Regions from separate parts of the Danio rerio genome. Here region 1 is linked to region 2. The links are chromatin contacts, called in public Micro-C maps. All regions are on one chromosome and are shown on one strand. Each heading gives the region's core, a stretch centred on a gene start, on an enhancer-like site or on the middle of the called end of the contact. The rest is flanking DNA. Distances are from core to core; before and after follow the strand shown. Region 1 overlaps emp2 (epithelial membrane protein 2). Region 2 holds the start of LOC141381205.

Evidence for each region. Hi-C and Micro-C count contacts between places; a contact is called where the count stands out from the background.
Region 1: a contact with region 2 is called in a Micro-C map of caudal fin, with 4 times the contacts expected there. The contact joins the enhancer-like site here to the promoter of LOC141381205 in region 2. A contact is called at or near these places in 3 of 18 Hi-C or Micro-C datasets (caudal fin, hematopoietic stem cells and an unstated tissue) and 1 of 4 datasets of contacts at active chromatin or transcription factors (caudal fin).

The regions. Positions count from the first base shown.
Region 1 is chr3:25,785,012-25,789,542 of GRCz12tu, forward strand. All of the region lies in intron 1 of emp2 (epithelial membrane protein 2), which reads left to right. LOC137490126 (a long non-coding RNA gene) reads right to left here. Exons shown (of 8, transcript XR_011009492.2): 3 at 1,305-1,465. Among named protein-coding and RNA genes, the nearest start is that of emp2, 19 kb to the left of the region's middle. Within about 2 kb of position 1,435, at least 28 of the 62 cell types and tissues checked have an H3K27ac peak or open chromatin away from gene starts, as enhancers often do. A contact at or near this core is called in caudal fin, where this site is marked.
Region 2 is chr3:25,730,303-25,735,457 of GRCz12tu, forward strand. LOC141381205 reads left to right here and starts at 1,587. Exons shown (of 2, transcript XM_073944526.1): 1 at 1,587-3,854; 2 at 4,971-5,155. The coding sequence starts at 3,329.

The sequences.
Region 1 (4,531 bases), core at 185-2,684, 55 kb after region 2:
CTGCTTCTCTGTGTTAAATGCCACATTTGTGGCATTATGGATTTCAGCAAATCAACAGGCGCCTCCTAGGCACTCTTGGAAATGCAGCGGTTCAAATCAATTGCCATGGTCTCTCAGTTTAAAATTTTACAAAGTGCAAATGCACATTTAGACTGCACATCCTAGAGTCAAAATAAATAAAAAAGGAAAAAAAGGACTTGTTTCTGTGACGCTTAAAAACTATGGATGTACACATGCAAATTGGTCATATATGACTGCAAGCTCGCATGGCAAAACAATTTAGTTTTACACAGTCTATGTAAACAAGAAATAACACTTTATATTATGACCTATGACAGGTTAAGGTTCAGCCTGTTGTTGTGTAAACGATTGCATTACACATGCATTAAAGGTTTTCTGTTCGATGAACTAAGAGCTATGACATGGATTTATGTAAAAATATTGTTCACCCAAAAATGAAAATTGAGATATTTCGAAGAATGTTGGAAACTGGTGACATCCATAGAAGGAAAAACAAATAATACATACTATATCAATAGTAAGGGTGGAGCGGTGGCGCAGTGAGTAGCACTGTCGCCTCAAAGTAAGAAGGTCACTGGTTCGAGCCTCGGCCGGGTCAGTTGGCATTTCTATGTGAAGTTTGTATGTTCTTCCCGTGTTGGCGTGGGTTTCCATTGGGCACTCCGGTTCCCCCACAAGTCCAAAGACATGCGCTATAGGTGAATTGGGTAAGATAAATTGTCCGTAGTGTATGGGTGTAAATGAGAGTGTAAGGATGTTTCCCAGTGAGGGGATGCAGCTCTAAGGTCAACTCTAAGGCGCTGCGTAAAACATATGCTGGCTAAGTTGGCAGTTCGTTCCGCTGTGGCAACCCCCTGATAAATAAGGGACTAAGCTAAAAAGAAAATGAACGAATATCAATAGTAACTGTGGGTTCCAACATTTTTCAGTGTATCTTCTTTTGTGCTCCACAGAAGAAGAAAAACAATCTCAAAATAATTTGAAACAAGTCATGACAACAGAATTCAAGTTTTTGGGTGAACTATACTTGTAACAAACATATAGTGAGAATTGTAATTTCTTGCCAACTTTAAAATGTTAGATTAAACCATTTAATTGAATCTATGAAAATGAATAATTCATCAAATATACTTTGTCATTTACTCACCCTCAATTCATTTAAAATATTAAATATAAAATGAATTTTTAGGAAGTTATTAATATTCTACTATGAAGAAAAAAGTATTGTGGCAGTGGACAAATTCTTCTTTAGTGTTCAACTGAGAGAGAAAAAAATCACATACATATTGTCTAAGTATCCCTTGAATGTATTCATGGCATCTGAATCATCTGCTCAACACATTTCCTGGTTCAAATCGCAGATTTGTGGGCATGGTGTTTTGAGTTTTTGGTCTCACGGTTCTCCTCCCCTGGTTCCTCCCCTCAGCAGAGCACAGGAAGGCAGCTGCAGAGAAAATGAACAACATATGTGAACCGAGACCACGATACACTGCGTTTTAATGAGACCAGCCTCCCACTTTACACTCTTCCCAAAGACAGACAGCTAATGTACAGAGCCCGAGGTAATGACAGTCTCCAGAGAACTTCTACTACATGACCAACATTCTCCGTCTCTATTAAAACCCACCCTTGATTTGCTTCACAGTACCTTCGCTGACCTTAAGAGTAACCGTGAAAAGATTTTTCAGGCTTGTGATTGTAAAACATCTGGATGAGCATCCTCCTGTAGCTACCAGCCCACATTGTGCTTTTTTTCTCTGACTTCTCTTAAGCTGCTGCTGAGCTGAAAGCGAAACCCTTTCCACGTTCACCATTTTCCCGCCTAAACTGCACCGCTCAAGTGCCACATCCTTTTTAGGGACAGACCACTCAATAATAAAAACTGTCACGTTAGCTTCTACGCATGTTGTTGACTTTTTATCATCTTAAAAAAAATAAAAATAAAAATAAATAAATAAATAAATAAATGTCTTTCCTTGAAAGTCATGTTTAATATTTTTATTATCGTTTAATTTTGATGAAGCTTTGACATTTGCCATTTTTGACATGTTTTCTGATTTGCGATGAGATAATGATAGTTAATTTTTGGGGGGGATTATTAATTTATATTAAAATAAAAATCTGTATGTCTGTCTTATTTGCCATTATAAGTATGTCATGACTAAATGATAGTATAAGTATCATTTTTATTATAAGTAAAATGATACTTTAGGTCTTATCTTATGAACTACTTTCTATATTTTATAGATATTACAAGTTTTCAAACCTTGAATATTGCGAGGTTGTAACTCTAAACAAATGTCATTATTATATTAACCTGTTGTTACAAATTATTACTAAAAGTGATCTGAATATTGTTTTAAATGTTGAAAACACATTATCAGCAGTTTATAAAATAAAGCACAACTGAACATTTTATTAAGATAACTTCGAAGTAGTCTCCTAGTTTTTTTTTTTTACAGAGATGTAAAAACCTAATATAATCACTCTGATAGATGCTTGTTTATAATGCTGCAAGCGTTTTGTATCTTAGCTCAATGGCGCCACCTCAGGTCAGGTTGGATGATCATAACACCACATACACAGAGAGCAAAACAGCTTAATCTTGATTAAGAAAACTTTCACTTTAACATGTGAAAGCTGCAGGTTCTCATTGGTACTTTATTTTAAGAATATGTGTTTTCTTTCACTTTGTTCTTTTCACCTTTTTTGTGCTCTTGTCTAATAACAAGAAAAGACCCATACATTTTCATACATTCATTCACACCAAGCCTATTCTGAACTCTACAAACTAAGATCTGCAAAATCCTTCAGTAATACACCTCTTTTATCTTCAGAAAATGTCTTGTATTTCAGAGTTTAAGGCTTGTCTATATTAACATATCTAACCTTGTAAAGAATTGTGTTATCTGACAAACTGAAACACTGTTCGCTGTGTATGGTTTTGTAAATGTGATCTATTTTACAACAATATTATGGAGCATATTTTTTTTCCTTTGGGGTGTCTTTTTTTATTATTTATTGTATCCTCAAGTACTGAGCATTAAAGCATTTCAGTGCAAAAAATGGCTTTCTCACATCTAGTATAAACTAGCACCCACTATACAAGGTGAAGGGGGGAAAAGGCCATTCATAAATGGCTCGGAGCGGCTGTGGTGCAGGGCTGGGATATATATAGGCTGTCTGTATGTGGCTGTGCTGCAGTGAATCACGGAAAGCTAAATTAGCAGTTCACTCACGTGTGTGACGTAGGTGGAAGCTGACTGTGTTTTTCAGCAAAAAAAAAAAAAAAAAAAAGAAGCTTAAATGAGGAAGAATCAGAAATATTTATAATAAAATCAAACAGCAAAGGCATTATAAATAAAGAATAAAAAACTATATGATAAAAAATTAACGACAACATGTTTTTGTTACTTGAATTTTAATAAGTTGAATTACTTGAATATAATAATTTATTTATTACTTGACGCTTTAAGTCAGTTTAATTGATGCAAGATGAAATGACTTGCAAAGTTAGTTTGATTAAACTTAAATATTTATGTCAGATTATTTTAGTGTAGCTTCTACAACACAAATCATAAGGTCTCATGGCTTAACTAAATAGTTTTACATGTTTAATTTGACTATAATGTTTTAAATAATTATTTAAATAATAATTTTTTGTTGTATAGGCAGCACGGTGTTGCCGTGGGTAGCACAATCAAGTCACAGCAAGTAGGTCGCTAGTTCGAGCTAGTTCAGTTGGCATTTCTCTGTGGAGTTTGCATGTTCTCCACGTGTTTGCGTGGGTTTCCAGCAGGTGCTCTGGTTTCCCCCACAGTCCAAAAACATGTGGTGTATGTGAATTGGGTAAGCTAAATTGACCATAGTATATGCGTGTAAATGACTGTATGGATGTTTCCCAGTGATGGGTTGCAGCTGGAAGTGCATCCGCTGCGTAAAACATATGCTGGATAAGTTGGTGGTTCATTCCCTTGTGGCGACCCCAGATTAATAAAGGCATTAAGCCGAAAAGAAAATGAATGAATGTATTTTTTGTTGCTGACAGTGCAAGATATCTAAAGCAAAATTAACCAACAATAGCTTAAAATAAGCAATACTTATTATAAATCTTTGATATCAATAGTAGTAGTTTGATATCATGTAGGCTCATGTCTATTATATAATATTAATGAATACAAGTTTCAATTTTTTGTAATGTGTGAGTACATGTTGTGATTGGCAGTTACTTAAACTAATACATGCATTAAGAGTAGCTGTCATTTTTAAATCACACAAGCTAATGTAGATATCAAATGGATCCAGGAATGTGGGTCCTTTGATTTCTTGCCATTGACATTCTTTTTTTTTTTTTGCAATCCTTAAATGTAATTCATTTTATTCATTCATTCAAGTCCATTTATTCATCTGAGATCACCACAGCGGAATGAACCCAGGACATGTTTTACACAGTAGATGCCCTTCCAGCTGCAACCCAGTGCTGGGAAACACCCATACACTCTCATTTACA
Region 2 (5,155 bases), core at 337-2,836:
TTAAGCCCCCATGTGATGGGTCTTTCTTCCAGACCCCAAAGACAAAGACTTAAATCTGCTCCAGTTCCTTCAGGCCCACTCGCTCTCCTGCGCAGATTAGCCTACAAGGCTAGCGCGAGCAGTCGTGTCTGTGGGATTAGATGTTGCTCTTCAAAACTTGGCCATACTCCACATTTAAAGGCCAGGACAAAGGATTGTAGAGCCCACTTCAATGAACACGAGGGCGATCGGCGAGCACTCCAGGAGAGCGGAGGATGTACAAAACCATATCCATGACACACACTCATCCTGAAGGGCCAGAGACATGTTCAACACACGCTAACAAGTGTCCTCTTGTGACATCCCTGTTGATCTACAGCACTTCCAGATAGTGATATGGACAGTGGTGGATTTGACATACACAGCCCACACTTGTTATACTAGAACAACTTGACTTCTGTTCAATAAAGCGCCTTGATGATTCCAAGCGGAGCGGTAGATGTGTCACGGATGATCCAGGATTTCTGCCAAGTGTTCATTTAATCCAATTTATTTGAAGGAATGCTTGAGAGGAACCGGTCTTTGCTGTGACACATTATCATTCATTGAATGTACATTCAGTGTTTTGTTGCCTTTTAAGTGTGTGTGAAAGTTAATTACAGCAATGACCATACTTGGAAAGAGAGTATTCATTTTAAGGCCCATTCACAACAAGAACATTAACCATATTACTAACTAAAAGATTAAAGGGTATCAGAAGCTGCTCACGTGTTTAACTATTCACCAATCCCTATATAATGCATGCCTATATCAGCAAAAAGTGAGCAAAAATGAATGAGTTTGGATGCTGAGAATGCACCGTATACACTCATAAAACATAACTCATTAGATGAACATATTTAAGAGCAGGATTTCCATCCGATAAGTCTGTTTAGCAAATGTATTTACTATTAGCAACACTATTTACACAATTAAATGCAACTGAGTTGGTTTAACATGATTTTATGAAATAAAAGTTTAAATGCATTTGTATATTTAACTTAAACTCAAAAGTCGGATAATGTCATGTATGTCTATTATGTGTCGTGCATTTTGAAGTCTCTTTGTTTTATTTGAAGTTCTCCTAAAGGAACTAAGAGCCATTCTTAAGCATGTTTCGTGAGTTACATATACAATTGATTAAGACTGATCTCAGAACTAATTTTAGGACAGTTATTGCTCACTGCGCAAAGCAACAAACTGCAATTTTGGAGCTCTTTATGACAGATAACTTTATCGTGAACAATATCCCCACTCTTTATGATTCCCATTATTATTTTGGATCAGTTGCAGAAGTTTAATATTGTTGTACTGACTGGAACGCTTATCAATAAAGCATTGGACTTGCAACAAGAACCTGGCGCAAGGAGTTTTGTAACATGCTCCAATATATTGATCTGCAGGACCAGGTAATTAATGGAAGTAATGGTGTAAGATTAAAAATATGTTCAGATAGATGGTAGTTAAAGTGTGGAATCTGCGTTACTGTTCGAAATGTTAGATTTACTTGGATCTTCATCTTTGTACATTCTGATTGGCTGAATGCCAGGTTGGTTGTTACATTTGTAAGCGCTGACTGGTGAAAAGAAGTAAAGACAGGTCACGTTTCACAAGCCGTCTCCGGTGATTTATTTTATTTACTTTGAGAGTGAGTCACGCAAAATACTCGAACCCTATATTACATTTGGTGGCAGCTGGGTTATTTTTGCATTTTTGGCGCTTTTCGCGGAGTTTTATTAACTTGACTGCCGCGAAATTGGCACCATTTGGACTTTGCTCTCCGATTGTGTCACCGGATTTATGAAGTGATAATTGTGTAAATATTCGGAAGAACAACCACACGACTTGCCACACAAGGGTGAGATACAAACAAATGAACAGAAAGTATGTCTGAGCCTGAGTCTGCTGCTGCTGCTGCTGCTGCCAGCTCTTCTGCCAATTCATCCTCTAGTTCATCCAGTGCTAGTGGCAGCGTAAACCAGCAGCCACTGGCACCTTTTGTGGCAGGCAATTTACACATTGAACTTCCAGCTGCATTTAAAGGGGATGGCACTGAATCATTTTCTAGTTGGGCTCGTCGTTTTGAAGTGGCTGTTAGAGCAATGACACCACAAGGAACAGATTTGATGAACATGTTATCATCCGTGTTGCCAACACGGCTATCTGATGCTGCCTTTTTGTATTGGGACAGCCTTCCAACTCCTGTAAAGACTAACTACAACACAGTGACAGAGAGACTAAAGCATGTTTTTGGGCTTCAACAGTCATTGCCATTTTTCCAAACTCATGTGAATGCTCGCCCTCGGAAAATTGGTGAAAGTTTAGAAGTATTCAGCGCTGATATTACTCGTCTTGTCCTAGAGGCTTTTCCTGACTATGATATTATTGCCCAGGAAGGTGAAAAGTTTAGACGTTTTGTGGCTGGATTGGACCCAGCTTTGCAAGCAAAAATTCATGAACAAGGTGCAACAGATATGGATCAAGCCCTTATAGTTGCATGTCGCTGTGAACGGGCCCGTGCAGCTATGCAACTTCATGCAGGGTCAATTCAGTCTACACAAAATCAAAATCAAGTGGCCGCTGTGCAGTCTCATCATACTGAGGGAAAGTTACTTCAGGCTGTGGAGCAATTAACAATAACTGTGAATGAACTGAAAAATGATGTACGCCAGCTACAAGAGAAAAATGCTCATCTCACACACTGTTTGGAATTCTGGGAGAGAAACAAAATTCCTTCAGTAAAGCAACAGCCTAGAGTGACACGTAGCCCTTCACCAACATATCATAATCCACAACATCAGTCTGATAATGCTCATTCATCTAAGAGCTGGCGAAAGGATGCTGCAGTGTCAACTGATTGGCGTCGCACAATGACAGGGGACAGTGACAACTCATGGGGAGGTGACAAAGTTAGACCTTATTACTCATCAGAAAGGGCTTCGAACTTTTCAGACCGCAGGTATCGTAATGACGAATATAGACGGGCTCGCAGCCCTAGCCCAGTTCGTCGGTGGAGTAGAGATGAGAGCCCCCAGAGCCGACGCGTTGTACGCTTTCAGTCCCCTGACAGCCAACACCCATACAAACAACAGGGAAACTTCCACTAGCTGATGTTGAGGGGCAAACATCAGCTTCAACCTCCCTGCCTCACACCGATTTTACAGTTAGTAAAAACTATGAGCACATACAAAGTCCCAACAAAGTGTCAGCAAATATTTTGGCAATTGTGGAAGGAGTTGAGGTCTCTGCTCTTGTGGACACTGGCTCTACTATTTCTATTGTTGGGGAAGACTTTCGAAATTCTCATCCCATGTTGAGAAAACGCCCCATAAAAACTTCCATGGTGCTTGCACGCTCTGTCACTGGACAATGTCTGGACACTTTAGGAGTTTTAGTTTTGGGCATGAGACTTGGCACAGAGTTACTGCAGCATGATTTCCAGGTCGTTAGGGGTGCACACCATCCTATTATTTTGGGCTGGGACTTCTTACAAAAGCATCATGCTCTGATTGATGTGACAAATGAGAAAATGTCCTTATGGAATTTTGAGCTTCCCTTGCTCTCTACAGGTCATGAAGCTGCAGCCTGTTGTAATGTTTCTGTGCTTGCATCTACCAAACTACCGCCATGGAGTGAAACGGTTATCACAGCATGTGTTGCGGGAGCAACAGCTGTTTCTCCTGTGCCAACAGCCTACACAGGTGTCCTGGAACCCAACACGGCTAGTAATGTGGCTGTTGCACACACCCTCAGCGAGGTTCGAAATGGTCTGACTACAGTGCGGGTTTTGAATACCACAGAGGAAGACATCGAAATCCATGCAGGCCAGCACCTGGGTGAGTTTCAATTTCTTTCTGCTCTTGACTCAACAGTTTTGGAGGGAGAATGTTGTAATATTCTATCTGATCCTTCGGCCGCTACCCCCTCTGTATCCATTGATAATTCAGATCTGTCGGCATCCCAAGTTGAATCCCTAACAGCGCTGTTGACTAAGTACTGTGATATTTTTAGTAAGGATTCTGATGACAGAGGGAGAACAGGCATGATTAAACATCGAATTCGGACGGGGGAAGCCCTGCCAATCAAACAAAGGCCTTACCGTGTTACTCCTGAACAAAGACAAGAAATACAGCAACAAGTGACAAAACTTTTAAAAGCAGATGTCATTGAAGAAAGCTATAGCCCATGGGCAGCGCCTGTAGTGTTGGTGCGTAAAAGGGATGGAACATGGCGATTTTGCTTAGATTACAGGAAGTTAAATTCAGTAACCGTGAAAGACTCTCATCCTCTACCTAGAGTTGATGATGCTTTGGATGCTTTGTCAGGATCTGCTTGGTTCTCCACAATAGACCTTCAGCATGGTTATTGGCAAGTGGAACTGGCAAAAGAAGATCGTGAAAAAACCGCATTCACCACAGGTGATGGGCTGTACCATTTTAAAGTTATGCCGATGGGTTTGACAAATGCTCCAGCAACCTTTCAAAGGTTGATGGAAATGGTGCTTCGTGGTCTGCCATGGAAAACATGCTTGGTGTATTTGGACGATGTCCTTATTTTCAGTAAGACATTTAATGATCACCTCCAGCAATTGGAGGAAGTGTTCACCAGATTCAAGTCCTGTGGGTTAAAACTCAATCCCTCCAAATGCTCTCTTGCCAAAAGGGAGGTTCAGTTCTTGGGCCACATTGTATCTAAAGACGGGATAAAACCTGATCCAAGGAATGTTCAGAGTGTCCAAGATTGGCCTGTACCACGCTCACCTACTGAAGTGAGGTCATTTTTGGGATTATGCTCTTACTATAGGAAATTTATAAAAGATTTTGCTCAGCATGCAGTCCCTCTCCATAAATTGACAGAAAAAAATGCTAGATTCAGTTGGACAGCTGAATGTAATGAGGCATTTACCTATTTGAAACATGCCCTATCTCACCCACCTATTGTTTCTTTCCCAGATTTTCATCAACCGTTTCTTCTGTACACAGATGCCTCTGCATCTGCTATTGGAGCTGTTTTAGCCCAGGAAAAGGGGACTCAAGAAACAGTGATCGCATATGCCAGTCATGTCCTCACAAAAGCTGAAAGGAAGTGGTCCACGTATGATAGGGAACTCTGGGCCATTGTGTGGGCTGTGAGACAT